Linked DNA regions of Pan troglodytes: region 1 is linked to region 2. The links are chromatin contacts, called in public Hi-C maps. All regions are on one chromosome and are shown on one strand. The core of a region is the stretch at or near the end of the contact, and the rest is flanking DNA. Distances in the headings are between cores, read along the strand shown. Region 1 holds the start of IFT140 (intraflagellar transport 140). Region 2 holds the start of CLCN7 (chloride voltage-gated channel 7).

The links. A called contact is a pair of places that touch in the nucleus more often than the background predicts.
Region 1: a Hi-C map of stem cell-derived neural progenitor cells shows a contact between it and region 2, with 2.8 times the contacts expected there. The contact joins the promoter of IFT140 here to the promoter of CLCN7 in region 2. A contact is called at or near these places in 1 of 7 Hi-C or Micro-C datasets (stem cell-derived neural progenitor cells) and 1 of 1 datasets of contacts at active chromatin or transcription factors (stem cell-derived excitatory neurons).

The regions. Positions count from the first base shown.
Region 1 is chr18:4,004,245-4,006,944 of NHGRI_mPanTro3-v2.0_pri, reverse strand. It overlaps IFT140 (intraflagellar transport 140), which reads left to right and starts at 1,255. Exons shown (of 31, transcript XM_054668642.2): 1 at 1,255-1,392; 2 at 2,522-2,700. CRAMP1 (cramped chromatin regulator homolog 1) reads right to left here and starts at 1,001. Exons shown (of 21, transcript XM_063796435.1): 1 at 703-1,001.
Region 2 is chr18:3,866,262-3,868,987 of NHGRI_mPanTro3-v2.0_pri, reverse strand. It overlaps CLCN7 (chloride voltage-gated channel 7), which reads left to right and starts at 1,463. Exons shown (of 25, transcript XM_001159424.8): 1 at 1,463-2,037. The coding sequence starts at 1,897.

The DNA of each region.
Region 1 (2,700 bases), core at 6-2,505, 140 kb before region 2:
AAGTCGCAATGATGCCCCCACCCTGAGGTGCAGATCACACAAGGATCCGTGGCCGTTTTCTCCTGTCGGAATTGGTCTAGGGAATCTCTTGAGTTCACGCTAGTTTTAAAAAAAAACTCTGCCAAAGAACAAAACCACCCACGACAAACACCCCAACTTAAGGGATTTCGTGGCAAGACTTCCCACTCTTCCCCCTCAACCCACTTCTTTCTACTCAAGAAACCTAAACCCCCAAAGACCTCGTCTCGGGCTGAGAACCCCGCTGCCCAGGGACCTGTCCGCCCGCAGGCCACCCGGGACCCAAGCAAAACAAACTCGGCCACCAGAGTGAACTCGCCCGCTCGCCGGGCTCCACACCCAAGACGCCGACCGAGCACGGGGAAGCGCTTTTCGCCACTGAAAGGACCGACGCCGTCCAGACTTTACCCTAAGGGCCAACAAGCAGGGGGATGGCCTCCTTTTCGCGAGAACCTCCAACGAGACCGGATTTTCTCGGGGGCGCAGTCTCCTCCAGCCCCGTCCCACTCCGCACCGGCTCGCGTCTCGGGATGGGGACGCAGAAGCCTCCTCGCCCTGAGGCCAGTTCTGGCTGTACCGGGCGCTGTGGAAGCGACGCCCCCCCAACAGCGCTCTCCCGCGCCGCCCAACAGGAACCCCCGGCCGGGCCTCGCCATGACAGCCCCACCGCCCAGCCTTGGTCACCTTTTTCATCAACGCCGGGCGGCAGCCTGGCTTCCCGGGGCCTCCCCGGGTGCCCGCAGAACCAGCCGGGCCGGGCAGCCCCGGCCCCCGAGCGCCGGCTGCAGGGAGGCCGCAACGCCGGGCTGGTCGTCCGCCTCGGAAGCGACTGGTCGATCGGCGCTAGCCCCGGTACGTCCCCTCCGCGGGCCGGCGCGCGGCTGAAGGGGCTGCGGTCGCAGATACTGCCGCCGCTCAGCCTAGCGAAGCCGGCCCGCCGCCCTCAGCAGCAGTTCCGGCTACGGCGGCCGGTGGGGACCTCACGGACGGCGCGCGGGGGCGGGGCCGGGGTGCGCGGGCGCGCGGGGCGGGGCGACGAACGCGGGGGCGAGCACCCCCAATGTTTCTTCGGGCCCGTCTCCCCAAAACGGCGCCCCCATTGGCTAGCGCTGGGCGGGCGCGCTCGCACGTACGAGCCCGGTGGGCGTCGGGGGCGAGCCCGCGGCGCCAGTAGTGTTGTGACGCCAGCCTCGCGACCTTGCGGACTGTGCGTCTCTTTGGATTGGTGGACAGACAGCCAATAGGCCAGGGCCCGTGCTGTGATTGGCCGCAGCAGTGTTGACGGATACGTGAGAAGAAAACGGCGTGGTAGCTCGGAGTGTGGAATCGGGCGCGAACCTGAGTTCTGAGAAGTGTGGAAGCACGTCTGAGGCAGTTAAGCGCACCCTTTCTTGGGTGGAGTGTGTGCTTCTGCGCTACGTTAGCGTAGCCGAGCGGCGCTGGGCACTTAGTCATTTTCTTCATAGCAAGAAAGCAGAGGGGTGTTTTTCAAATTCTAGTGTTTCTTTCTTTCTTTTTTTTTTTTTTGAGACGGAGTTTCGCTCTGTCGCCCAGGCTGGAGTGCAGTGGCGCAATCTCGGCTCACTGCAAGCTCCGCCTCCCAGGTTCAAGCGATTCTCCTGCCTCAGCCTCCCGAGTAGCTGGAATTACAGGCGCGCGCCACCATACTCGCTAATTTCTGTGTTTTTAGTACATACGGGGTTTCACCATGTTGGCCAAGCTAGTCTCGAACTCCTGACCTCAAGTGATCCGCTCGTCTCAGCCTCCCAAAGTGCTGGGTTTGCAGGCGTGAGCCGCCGCGCCCGGCTCAAATTCCAGTGTTTCTTTTCCTTTTCTTTTCTTTTTTTTTTTTTTTTTTTTTTTTTGACTCGCTCTGTCGCCCAGGCTGGAGTGCAGTGGCCCGATCTCGGCTCGCTGCAGTCTCCGCCTCCCGGGGCTCAGGCGATTCTCCTCCCTCAGCCTCCTGTAGCCGAGACTACAGGCGCCACCGCGCCCGGCTAATTTTTGTAATTTTTTAGAGACAGGAGCTCGCCTTGTTGCCCAGGCTGGTCTCGAACTCCTGGGCTCCAACGATCCGCCCGCCCCAGCCTCCCAAGAGCTGGAAGCCCAAGCGCGAGCCCCGCGTCCGGCCGCCAGCTGCTTTCTGGGGGGCGCTCCCTGCCTCGCTTGGCTCTGTGGAGTCCAGGGCCCGGCGATGGAACAGGCCCTCAGTCACCCAACAGCTCAGGACACTGCCGAGCGCATCGACTTTCCCAGAAACGCTTGACCCACGCCCTCCACTCCGAAACTAGAAACGCGGAGCCCAGGGAAGGCCTGGGCCGAGACCGCCCCGTGATGGAAAGGCTCCGCCTCGGGATGCACGGGAAGGGAACACGCCCAGGAGGGGAGGATGCCGCGGTTGATCGGGGCTGTGACAGCGCGCCCTCCACACAAAGGGGACCCGGACGCAGGCCCTGCGCCGCCGTCTCTCCTAGAAAAAGCTCGTCCCGCTTCTCTCTTGCAGAGCGGAATAACCCGGCCCCCGGCGCTCGGGCCTCGGAGCCGCACGTGCGTGCCCGATCGCCTTCGGCTCTTTCCGGCCGCTCGGGGCGCTTCGGGAGTCCTCGGGGCCGCCTCGCTCACCTTCGGCTATTTCCGCGTTCCTGGCGCGCCGTTGTCCCGGCAACGCGCGGCGGCTCAGTG
Region 2 (2,726 bases), core at 214-2,713:
CCTGGGCAACAGAGCGAGACTCTGTCTCAAAAAAAAACAAAAAGAAACAAAAAAAAAGAAAAACTAGCCAGGTGTGGTGGCGGGTGCCTGTAATCTCAGCTACTCGGGAGGCTGAGGCAGAAGAATCATTTGAACCCAGGAGGCGGAGGTTGCAGTGATCCAAGATAGTGCCATTGCACTACAGCCTGGGTGACAAGAGTGAAACTCCGCCTCAAAAAAAAAAAAAAAAAAAAAAAGAAGGAGAAAGAAGAAAAGAAATGCCAACCATGGCCGGGCATAGTGGCTCATACGAAGAGTCCTAGCAACTCAGGAGGCTGAGGAAGGAGGATCCCTTGAACCCAAGAGGTCAAGGCTGCAGTGAGCTATGATCTTGTCATTGTACTTCAGCCTGGGTGACAAAGTGAGACTGTGTCTGAAAAATAATAATAATTTTAAAAAAGGCCGGGCACCGTGGCTCACGCCTGTAATCTCAGCACTTTGGGAGGCCGAGGCGGGTGGATCACGAGGTCAGGAGATCGAGACCATCCTGGCTAACACGGTGAAACCCCATCTGTACTAAAAATACAAAAAATTAGCCGGGCATGGTGACGGGCGCCTGTAGTCCCAGCTACTCGGGAGGCTGAGGCATGAACCCGGGAGGCAGTGAGCCGAGATTGCGCCACTGCACTCCAACCTGGGCGACAGAGCGAGACTCCGTCTCAATAATAAAAATATCGACCTTTTAAAAGGAAGAGGATGAGGCACAAAATATGAAGAGGATGTGGCACAAAATATAAAGAGTTTACTCTAGAGGCTAACGTGGAAGGGTCATTTGAGGTCAGAAGTTTGAGAACAGCCTGGGCAACACACTGTGAGCTCCACAGCAAAAATTAGCCGGGTGTGGGGGCGCAGGCCTGTGGTCCCTGTTACTCCAGAGGCTGAGGCGGGAGGATGGCTTGAGTCCAGGAGGTCAAGGCTGCACTGAGCTGTGACCGCACCACCGCACTCCAGCCTGGGCGACAGAGGGAGACCCTGTCTCAAAATAAATAAATAAATGACCCAAAAGGTGGCGACAGGGTGTGGGCTGATGTAAAGTTGTCAAGAATTCTCTTTGGTTTATGGAAATACCATTGATTAGTGATGGGCTGTGCACTGGTGCGGGTACAGGGTCCGGGCGGCTATTTGGCTAGTTCACAGCTATCTGCGTAGTAGCCGGCAGTTTCCAGAGGCGACCCTCCTGTACTGTCTCTGGGCCTGATCGTTGAAGAGGACTCGCTTTCTGTTCTTTTCTCATTAGGCGGGAGGACCCTCTGGGGCTGCCTGGAGGAAGCCTCCACTCCGACCCTCGCCCGAGTGCCTACTGCGAGGGCGGATGCATACTTCGGGACTTGTAATTTCATCCTTCACGTCTTTAGCCGCCGCCTATGGCAAGGAAGGGCCTGCCCTCGCCCCGCCTCCCTCCTCCCTTCCCCACCGCGGCTCCGTCACGATCGGCGCGGGCGACCGGGGCTGGGGGAGCCCCTCCAGCCGGCTCCTGCCCTCAGGCCCCGGGCGCTTCCCTCGCCCCGACTCCCGGCCCGAGGTCCCGGGGGCGGCCATTCGCCTCCCAAGCACTCGGCGCTCAGCCCAACGGGGCCGCCTTTGCAGTCGCGTGGGCAGAACGGGGTCCTCAGGGCCGCGGCGATTGTCTAGGGCGGGCGGCGCCACGACCCGCCGGGAGCGCGGCTCCCAGGAGCCCCCGCGCGACCGGGCTTCGGTGGTTGCCGTTGCAGGTCACGTGGTCGCCGTCGCGCGTCACGTGGCCCCGTCGCGCGTCACGTGGCTGCCATCGCCTGTCACGTGGCCGCCGGCGCGGGTCACGAGAACAAACACGGGGGCAGCCGGCGCTTCCCGGCCGGTGTCGCTCCGCGGCGGGCCATGGCCAACGTCTCTAAGAAGGTGTCCTGGTCCGGCCGGGACCGGGACGACGAGGAGGCGGCGCCGCTGCTGCGGAGGACGGCGCGGCCCGGCGGGGGGACGCCGCTGCTGAACGGGGCTGGGCCCGGGGCTGCGCGCCAGGTGAGGCCGGGCAGGGCGCAGGCGGGGAAACTGAGCCCTCGTGCGCCCCGCAGCCCGCGCCCTCTTGAGCCTTCTGGCGGCGCCGCGTGTCTCGGTCCTGGAGGCGACCGAGGCGCGGTGGACTCGGGAACGCGCCCCGGGGCTCCTCGGCGGGGCCGGGCTGGCGGGGGCGCCTGGGGTCTGGAGTCTTCGGAGGCCGCGCCGGGCTCGGTGGCCGGGAGAGCTGGGTGAGCGAGGCGGAGCTCGCCAGACCCCGCGGAATGAGGGGCGCCGGGGCAGCCGTGGCGCACGTTCATTCCCTCCGGTGTCCCCCAGACTGGCCCTAAAGGGGTGCAAGTGGCTTTCTGTTCAGGTGACTTTTAAAAATTGTCATCCTACACGAGCAACTAATTTTGTTTGCGTTTTGACCGCCTGGGAGATGGAAACAGTTAAGATTGCAGCCGGGTCTCTTTCAGTGAGAATGACTGAGCGCCTTTATCTGCCATCTTTCTGTGTGGGGATCAGTCCCGACTTTCAGGTGATCTTGGGAGTGACGAGTATTTGTACTCAGTCTCCCTTAGCACCGAGTTGAATTTGCAATGTGCAGGCAAACACAATAAGCAGCAAGTCAGAGGTTGGAATGCGTTCCGCATGTCACCCTGCAGCGTGCGTCTGAGCAGTGTTAAGGTCTGGAGAACCGTTGCGGGTAC